Regions from separate parts of the Danio rerio genome. Here region 1 is linked to region 2. The links are chromatin contacts, called in public HiChIP or PLAC-seq maps. All regions are on one chromosome and are shown on one strand. Each heading gives the region's core, a stretch centred on a gene start, on an enhancer-like site or on the middle of the called end of the contact. The rest is flanking DNA. Distances are from core to core; before and after follow the strand shown.

Region 1 (5,161 bases), core at 1,600-4,099, 490 kb before region 2:
TTTCCTGAAGTAAACACCCCACTGTGATTCGGATGACTACGTGGGATACTGTAGGATTTTAATATATAGACACTTATCTGTTATGTGTTTGTAGCTAAATGCTTCATTTACAGCAAAATACCACAGGATTCAGGTTTGAAAATGGACGTACAGCTTTAAGAAATAAGAGGAAAAAAATGGGTGTTTTTGCTTCCGGGGCAAAACAAAGATACTCGAAGTGGAGAGATCATCATCAGCTTCAAACCTTCAGACGACTTATAAAAGAAGGCTGGTATAGTTAATAATTATGCAAAGATTGTATTCGTTTGTTAAAATATTGGTAACAATATTATACCCAACTTATATAATATATATTAACCCTCTTGTGTAAACAAATTAAAACACATAGGACCATAGGAAAAAAAAAAAAAAAAAAAAAAAAAAAATATATATATATATATATATATATATATATATATATATATATATATACATATAATTTTTTTTTATTTACCAGTAGCAGTCCTGATTAAAAATACAAACATTCATTTTAAATATATAGATTTAATTAAAAAAAAAAATCCATATTATTTTCCATATGATGAAGGCTAAGCTGATTTATTACTATTATAAGAGAGGAATCAATATTTGCCGAAATAGCCCTGACTTTTAATCTGGAAAAATGAAAACATGTGGTCAGTAAACAAATTAGCATGGCATGTTTGTTGAATTTTTGTGATTGGTGGAGATTTTTGATGGAATTATGGGTAATGTAGTTTTCCCCATTTAATACACATGTTGACAAAAACAAGGCTAATGAATTCAGCAAATCTTGAAGATCAAAAGTAGATCTGTCTTTATCGATTTATAAACTATCCTTCAAAATCAACACCCAACCGAAAAAACTAATCGGATTTTCTACTTCCGGAAAAGGTCCCACCGGAATTAAAACAATGCTCTTCCTTTTTCTATCTTGGTTATATTCCATTTAATCTATATATACTACATTCAACCGCTAGTTTACAACATGATAATAACAATGTTAACCACGTGGCTACATTAAAACAATATAGAACGTTATATCATGATGAGAAGCTAACACAATAACAACCAAACGAAAAACAAATCAGATTTTCTACTTCTGGAAACGGTCCCACCAGAATAAAAACAATGCTAACGTTCACACAAGTGTGCGATCTTTCTTTTTCTATTTCGAAGTTGGTAATATTCCGTTTAATCTACACACCACATGTAACTACTAGTTTACAACATGATAGTAACAACGTAAACCATGTGGCTACATTAAAACAATATTTGTTATATCATAACGTACTTGAATCTCAGTGTTTAAGTTTAGCTTTAGCCGCACAGCTGGAAACAAATCCACAAACGAACGGTGAGCACTGGAAAATTATGGGTGGATGGATGGAATTATGGGTAATGTAGTTTTTCACAATGATACATGAGTGTGCGATCTCTTTCTTTTCTCTATCTCGGTTATATTCAGTTTATCTATATACTACGCATAACCGCTAGTTTACAATATGATAATAACAATGTAAACCATGCGGCTACATTAAAACGACACACACTACTATATTATTGCGTACTTAAAACTGAGTGATGGCGTTTAGCTTTAGCCGCACAGCTGTAAACAAATACACAAACGAAAGGTGAACACTGGAAAAACACGAGACCCTGTGACCCACACTAACAACCCAACAAACAAAACGAGTTCACGATGAGTAAAACAATAGTGAGCCCCCACAATGAGAGAAGCTAACACTATAATCAGCTCTCTCCAACAATCCTACTGAAAAAAACTTTGTAAACCAGCCTAGGCTGATAGCCTGGTTTTAGAGGGGTTTGGGCCACTTCCAGGCTGGTCTTTACTGGTCAGGCTGATGACCGGCTAAAACCAGCTTGACCAGCCTGATATAAGCTGGATATAACTGGTTTTGGCTGGGCTCCCAGCCTGACTAGGCTGGTCAAGCTGGTTTTAGCTGGTCAGGCTGGAAACCAGCCTGGAAGTGCCCAAAACCCCTCTAAAACCAGCCTAACGCACACTAGCTAGTGACCGACAGAGGTTTATGATGACTTTACTTGCAAAAATCACACAATAGCTTAAAAGAAACACTTTTTCTGTGCACTTTTTTTGTTTAATTTTCGTGATTGGTGGAGATTTTCGATGGAATTATGGGTAATGTAGTTTTTCTGCAGGTGCTTGTAATCACAATTAAAACACATTGAAATTGAAGACTGATGAATTCAGCAAATCATGTAGATCAACAGTAGACCCGTCTTTAACAATTTATAAGTTATCCTACATAATAAACACCTAAATGGAAAAACAAATCGGATTTTTTCTACTTCCGGAAACGGTCCCACCGGAATAAAAACAATGCTACACAAGTGTGCGATCTCTCTCTTTCTTTTTCTATCTCGGTTATATTCAATTTAATCTAACCGCTAGTTTACAACATGATAATAACAATGTAAACCATGTGGCTGAATTAAAACGATATAACGTTAAATCAAAACACACTTGAAGAGGTGTTTGCGTTTAGCTTTAGCCGCACAGCTGTAAACAAATACACAAACGAACGGTGAACACTGGAAAAACACGAGACCCAGTGACCCACACAAACAACCCAACAAACAAAACGAGTTCACGATGAGTAAAACAATAGTGAGCCCCTACAATGAGAGAAGCTAACACAATAATCAGCTCTCTCCAACAAATCTGCTCACTTTATAGGTGCTAACGCGCACTAGCTAGTGACTGACGGAGGTTTATGATGACTTTACTACCGAGAATCACACGATGGCTCGGGAGAAACACTTCCTCGGTGATTTTTCACGGGAAAGCGAACATGTCCAGCGGGAACCGGAGGCTTCGGGTGCTTGTGGACATGGATGGGGTCATTGCGGACTTCGAGGGAGGATTCCTGAAGAAATACAAACAAAAATACCCGAACGAGCCCTTCATTTCGCTGGAGGACAGACGGGGATTCTGGGTGTCCACTCAGTATGGAGAAATGAGGAGTGATTTATGTGTGAGTGAGAAATAATCTCAGATTTATGTGTTATGTTTGATATACATTAATCTTTTATGGCTGTCCCATTGCGTGTATAAATAGCACTGCCCCTGTTTTACGGAGATAGTTTCAATTCACGTGTTGCCTTTAGCTGGTGCTGTTTTAATTTAATTATGCTAAATGTATTTTCTCCATTTCTAATCTCTCATGGATATACATGAGTGATATTTCAATGTTATTTTGATCACAAAAATATGTATATATAATATATAAAGGCACAAAACTGCAAACTGAGCATAAATATATCATCTAATTTAGATTACTAGAGTACATTTTGGTGTAGATAATAGAAACCTACATAATAATATAGGTTTTACTCAGAATCTCCAGTAATATGTATTGGTATGGTCATATTTAAGTGCTTAGTTTTATAGCAAAACTCTAGTTTCCAAAACATATCCAATTTAAAAACAATGATAATTGAAAAGCAGATATATAATAACAATGATGATTGAAATGTAGATAAATAAATGACCTCCAAAGTCTGGAAGTGTATTCCACCGCTGGGAAACAGAGAGGGTAAAGGTTCTGGAAATAAAACTTATTCAAAAACCTGATGATCATATTTGATACTCACAATTATAAAACATTTACTTTAGATAAAAATAACAATCATGACTGAAAAGTAGATATATAATAACAATGATGATTGAAATGTAGATAAATAAACAACCGCCAAAGACTTGAGGTGTTTAGAGACTCTCGAAGTTCATTCCACCGGTAAAAAACAGAGAAAGTAAAGGTTCTGGAAATTAAACATATTCAAAAACCTGATGATCATATTTGATATTTGTTACTCGTGATTACAAAACTTATTTACTTATCATTAAAATGCGTAAAAGTCTGACAGCAAAATGACAATAGTAGATTGAGTAGTAGTACAGCAAAGTCTTGATTATATTGATTGCTGTTATAGACCCTGAATTATTATGAATGAAACCAATACAGGCTCTATAGGGTTAAACTTGTCTAACTGTCTTTGCTGGTCTCCTGAAGTATACAGGGAGGCCGTTTTGCTAATTTTAGAAGGGTATTTGGGGTATTTTGTCAGGTGGTCATACTAGAAGACGAGCTTTCTGACCAGCTAAGATTAGCCAGACCAGATAAAACTATTAAAACCAAATCAAACATAATAATTTGTCTGTCTATATCAAATTGGTAATATAAAATATATTAAGTATTATATTATAATACATTAAATTGTACTACAAATTACAATTATAATGTAATTTATAATTGTAATAATTATAAATTATAATTACAAATTACTGAAAAATGTGACCCATATATATATATATATATATATTTTTTTTTTTTTTATATTTATATTTATATATATATATATATATATATATATATATATATATATATATATATATATATATATATACATACACCATTTTGTATATATATATTTTGTATATGTATATTTACATATATATATATATATATATATATATATATATATATATATATATATATATATATATATATATATATATATATATATATATATATATTCCATTTTGAGGAACGTAAACAATAACAAAGGCCTTAACAAATCTCTTGTTTTACATTTTTAATTTCGATAGCTTCAGAGAATCCAAAAAGGTCTGCATATTTATAAATTATGTTATGATAGCAGTTTTAATGTTATGATTGAATTACCTCCTTATATTGACATTAGCACATTTTAAAGGGTCTATATAGAATGTATATCACAAAACACAATCTCTTAAACCTTAACTAAAATTTAAATGAAAGCAGAATATATATAAATGACAATAGTATATATATATATATATATATATATATATATATATATATATATATATATATATATATATATATATATATATATAAATAATCCTACTATCCAACTATTACTGAATCTACAGTAATATCTAAGTGGTGTTAAATGAACTCCCGTTTCCACTGACTGCAGGAAAAAGCCATCAGCATTTGGGAGTCCAAAAACTTCTTCATGGAGCTGGAGCCTCTTCCTGGAGGAGTGGAGGCTTTAAAGGAGATGGCCAATATGGAGAAGTAAGTTCAGATACAGGTTTACCATCACACAATGCTGA
Region 2 (5,216 bases), core at 1,292-3,791:
TCGATCGTGTGTTCACTGTGCAATAAATCTCCTTGAACTTGATGATGAGGTGAGAGGAACTCGTTTGTTATATAATAAAATCTAGTTTATTAGTTAAATGCTTGTTTTGTTAGACAATTAAATGCATTAAATTGAAAGCCAAAGCTAGCAAATTAAATTATTGTCAGGGGGTTATTCTGCTTTTTTATATAAAGTATTAAAAACGCTGCAACTTTTTTAATAATTTAGAACTTGTATTTTTAATATATATATATATATATATATATATATATATATATATATATATATATATAATTTTTTTTAATGTATGTATATATTTGTAAGTATGTATGTATGTGTACATATATGTGTGTGTGTGTGTGTGTGTGTGTGTGTGTGTGTGTGTATATGTGTATGTATATTATATTTTTATTATATATAGTCTGTTTAAAGAAATTAAATATTGCACAAATAATAGACATAAACGTATTTAAATATGAAGATTTATTTATGTATTTGAAGGAATAAACTGGGTGAAAAAAACATGTATTTAACATATAAATGAATACATTCACAGCCATTTTGTTAAAGAAACATTATTTTGTTTAAACGATTTCTCTTTTTTTATTCTTCATTATATAGTTTATTTACTAATTTAAGTTTTTATGTTTATCTGTTTTGATTTATCTTCTCACCAAGGCTGTTTATTTGATCACAAATAGAGTAAATAGTAATGTGTACACGTAAAATAAATCTAAATATTTTAGCCATGTGAATATACTGTAAATGTTATTTATACCTCGTGATTTCAGTCTTCATTATCACGTGATCCTTCAGAAATCATTTTAATATGGTTAATATATCAATAACGTTGAAAACAGTTGTGGAAATCGCTGACATTCAAACGTTAAGGATAAGTAACGAGACACAATTAACATCACAATACGTTCTATTCATCAACATATGTACATGGTTTAGTCGGTGGAGTTGCTTTAGGGGTGTTTAAATAAGAGTTGTAGCCAAACTTACAGATCCTCATGAGCAGGATCAGCAAACTTCACACCCTTCAAAACTCAAAACAGAAATGCAGAATACAAGAGGAAACTCTAGAAGCTCGATGTCGTCCAGCGCGGGCGGCGATAATAATCACGTGTCATGTGATACTTTTCTTCGCGTTGTTCAGGTTGAGCCAATCGGAGTCGAGCGCGGTTACTGGTTAGAAAGTAATTTTATTAAGATCACTTACTTTTCTTTTTATTAGACTGACTTGCATTTATATGTCACATAACATGCTTGAAATTTATATATGTGACCCTGGAGCACAAAACAAGCTTCATGATGCACTGATAATATTTTAGCTATATCCAGAAATATATAGGCCTATATGCGTCAAAACCAAAGTTCAAAACGATTATTGTTTAACATTATCACATAAAAATAATTTTCTATTATTATTTTCTGATGTCCAACTGTAAATACATCACAACTTAATTTTTAAAAACTCTCTCAACTTTATTTACAGATTATTTTTTACCTTCTTAGACTAATAGTAATATCTCCATATAGCCATATTGCTTATTTATCATAACAAATCATACATCAATGAACCTTTATTTATTCAGCTTTCTGTTGATGTGTAAATCTCAATTTAAACTTGCAAGAATGCACACTTATGACTGATTTTGTGGACCTGGGACTTGTGAACATAGTTATACTATTGATTAGTTTATACATCCTATAGGACATTTTGCACATTTAATTGACAAAGTCTCACAAATAATCATTCAAACATAATAAAGGACATAATGAGCACTAAAAGGGGGCCCAAGGTTGATTAAAAGCCAAATCCAATTCTTAAATATTATTTAAAGTGGATAGTTGGTGTAAATGTATTGTTAACCTCCTTGTCCAATGGGTGAGATGGAGAGTTAATAATACAAGCTGTATTTGTATGAGGTTTAATATATATATAATTCATTATATAAGTATGTGTATATTAGTATTCTGTAATAATTCATACTCTATTTTTTAAGTTGTAAATTGTTGTATTCTTAATGTGCATTGTCACTGTCAAATAAACCTGAAATATAAATAAAAAACTACTAATTTGTAGGGTAGTATTTAAATTTCTTTTTTTTATTCTTAATAATTGTACTAAAAAGTTGTTTTTTTTCATGCAAAATACACTTGACAATTGAAATGAAATTTATTTTTAAGGTTTAATTTGACCAGAAGGGCTAACAGTGTATTTCATTTTAATACAGCTATTTTTTTTATTTAATTTAATTTAATTTAATTTAATTTAATTTAATTTAATTTAATTTAATTTAATTTAATTTAATTTAATTTAATTTAATTTAATTTAATTTAATTGTACACTCAACACTAACTCCCGTTACTTTTTTGAGCCTCCGCGCGCCCCCTACCGCACGCCCCCGCTTTATATTCCTCATCCCGGGTAGTTCTTCTCCAGTCGCAGAGCTCGGCGCTCATCATCCCGCATCAGCCAACCGTAGCCCGGCGTCAGTGTTGGCCACGTCCGCGGGCCACGTCGCTTTTCTCGCCATCTTTCAGTCGGGAAATCCGTGTATTATTGCGCTTTTTCGGGGATCAGCAGCTCCTTGAGGCGCGTTCACCACAACCGACCCACAGAACCATGAATCTGTTCAGACTGACCGGAGATCTGTCGCATTTAGCGGCCATCATCATCCTCCTGCTGAAGATCTGGAAGAGCAGATCCTGTGCAGGTGATTTCAGTCACTCCTCCACTCATAACACCCAATTTAACACTCTTGTTACTAGTGAAAATGCAGCATTCAGTTTCTTTTGGCGGGTTTCATTTGTTTACGTGCTAAAAATACAGTTGGTGTTTCAAAACTAAGCTTAATTTGAGGTTTCCACAGTCATTACTGAGGTAAAGTTGGTTTTACATTCGCTCATTCGTTCATTCCAACAGTGCTTATAATGTTTATCACGCTACTTTTAATATTAAGTCATGTAAATATGACTTTAAAACAACATTAGCGCTGTTTAACTGACTGAATAATGTTTAATAGTTGTTAGTTGCTAATCCCTTACTGGAGTTTTGCACCTCTAATCATAGTTTTACCACTGAGGTAAACTGAGGTCATACAAATGTAAGTCAATATATGTTTACTGTTTTACTAGGTTAATTTTAGGCTATTTTACTAACTTTAAAGGTTAATTGTAGTACGGGGATACCCACTCGTGCACTGCTTAGGGGTAATTTTAAGTGTATGTGTGCTTTGCTATAAGGTTAGCGAAAGTTTGTGTGTCTGATATATTTATTTAGGCTCATTCTCCAATGCTAGGCCTCATTTAAATGATTCCTGAGCTTTTTAATGCATGTTTTGAACTAACTAAAGGCCTGTCAATCAGCTTCTTCCCTTTGGAGCTTTGCACTGGGCTGGTTATCTGCTGGTAGATGACTAACTTTTAGTGACTTCATTCATTCTGATTGATTAATGCGTTACTCTGACCTCTGACGTGGCGGCAGGATCTCATTAACATATATTGACGCTCATTATAATGACTTAAAGGGCAGCTAATATGCAAAACTCGCTTTTATATGGGGTTTACCCCAGTTGTGTGTCAGATATTTGTGAATCTACATGAATTAATCTATTGTTTATAATCAGACTTGATGAATGAAACACTTCGATTGACGTTCTCCCTTTCTATGTGTCATCAGAAAGGGAAAGCCCCGCCCACTAGTGCCCATCTCTCCCTCATTACCATAAACAGCAGCCCTGAGTGAGAAGCAGCCGCCTGTCCATTAGCCATTAGTGTTTAAGCTGCTGAAAATAATGTCAGCATAGACTAAGAGGATTATAGATGAGGAGTTTTAGATGAATGGCGACATAGACTGACAGAAGCATGAAGCACATTTGCATGTGTAGCTCCGCCCTCTTTTAAAAAAAGCCTGATCTCATTTGCATTTAAAGTGACAGTCACCAAAACGCCACAATTAAGCCTGAAAGGGTCTGTTTCCGAGAGCTAGAGAACATTACTTGTGTGCTATTTTGAGCTGAGATTGAAACACACACACACTCTGGAGACATCAGAGACGCATCTTGTGCATAATAGGACCCCTTTAATTTTAGAGGAGCTCTTCATATTAGATGTTCAGAGACAGTTTTGTTAACATGGATCTGTTGGATTTGCAGGGATATCTGGAAAGAGTCAGATTCTCTTCGCATTGGTGTTCACCACTAGATATCTGGATCTTCTGACCTCCTTCATTTCCTTGTACAACACCAGCATGAAGGTAAAGTTCATCTGTGTGTGTGTTTGTGTGTGTGTGTGTGTGTGTGTGTGTGTGTGTGTGTGTGTGTGTGTGTGTGTGTGTTTGTGTGTGAGTTGCAGAATTTGCAGGTATATTTCAGGCATTGTCCATTCATTTTGGTTAAACTTGCACGATGCACAGTTGAAGTCAGAACTATTCCACAGGAAGTGACATCGCATACGGTCTAGTCGCAGGAGTTCAAATATTTCAATGCATCCGCAGCTTAATTCGGATCCGATTTTTCCGCATACGGAGATAATCGGAACTCTACGCAACTCCCGGACTTCTCTCCATTGGAAATGAATGACTTCCTGTTTGTTGCTTTTCGTTTGTTGTGTGCAGTGGAAAGGAGGCTTTAAAGCAGGCATGTCCAAACTCGGTCCTGGAGGGCCGGTGTCCTGCAAAGTTTAGTTTCAATCCCAATCAGACACACCTGTGCTGATATGCAGGGTGATATGACTGTGGCTCAAAGATGAAGATTTGGCTTATCCGCAATGTTTGCATGTGCTCATGTATTAAGTACCCATAGATATATACACTAGATATCGCATAGGGACCCTGAGCATGCGTCAATAGCGCCGCCACATTGGTACAGTGCTCCCAGGACAAATGTCATTCATCCGCACTAGACAAGACAGTGTTACTACGTGAAGATGCGGGACTGTAGCGCTGTCTACGGGTGTAGTAACGAGCAAACAAAGAAAACAAAGCACAAAGGCAGAACATTTCATAGGTAATATTAAGTTTATTTCTGTTTTTGCATGTTCTGAACTTTTGTGCTAATCAGGTAACGTTATTGATGATGACAGTCACTTACTGCATTCACCATACGGCAAAGCAGCTCCAACTCACACTAAACACTCGGCTTATGCTAGTTTTGTTGAATAAAATCAGCAAACAAAGCAAAAGAAATATGACAACTGCCAGACAC

What was found. HiChIP or PLAC-seq counts read pairs in DNA pulled down with a chosen protein or histone mark.
Region 1: an H3K4me3 HiChIP or PLAC-seq map of gastrula embryo shows a contact between it and region 2, with 4 times the contacts expected there. The contact joins the promoter of nt5m here to the promoter of kdelr2b in region 2. A contact is called at or near these places in 2 of 18 Hi-C or Micro-C datasets (caudal fin and an unstated tissue) and 1 of 4 datasets of contacts at active chromatin or transcription factors (gastrula embryo).

The regions. Positions count from the first base shown.
Region 1 is chr12:1,681,259-1,686,419 of GRCz12tu, reverse strand. It overlaps nt5m (5',3'-nucleotidase, mitochondrial), which reads left to right and starts at 2,849. Exons shown (of 5, transcript XM_073918005.1): 1 at 2,849-3,035; 2 at 5,023-5,123. The coding sequence starts at 2,853.
Region 2 is chr12:1,192,704-1,197,919 of GRCz12tu, reverse strand. kdelr2b (KDEL endoplasmic reticulum protein retention receptor 2b) reads left to right here and starts at 2,541. Exons shown (of 5, transcript NM_212695.1): 1 at 2,541-2,726; 2 at 4,167-4,267. The coding sequence starts at 2,636. mettl9 (methyltransferase 9, His-X-His N1-histidine) reads left to right here. Exons shown (of 5, transcript NM_001077342.1): 5 at 1-42.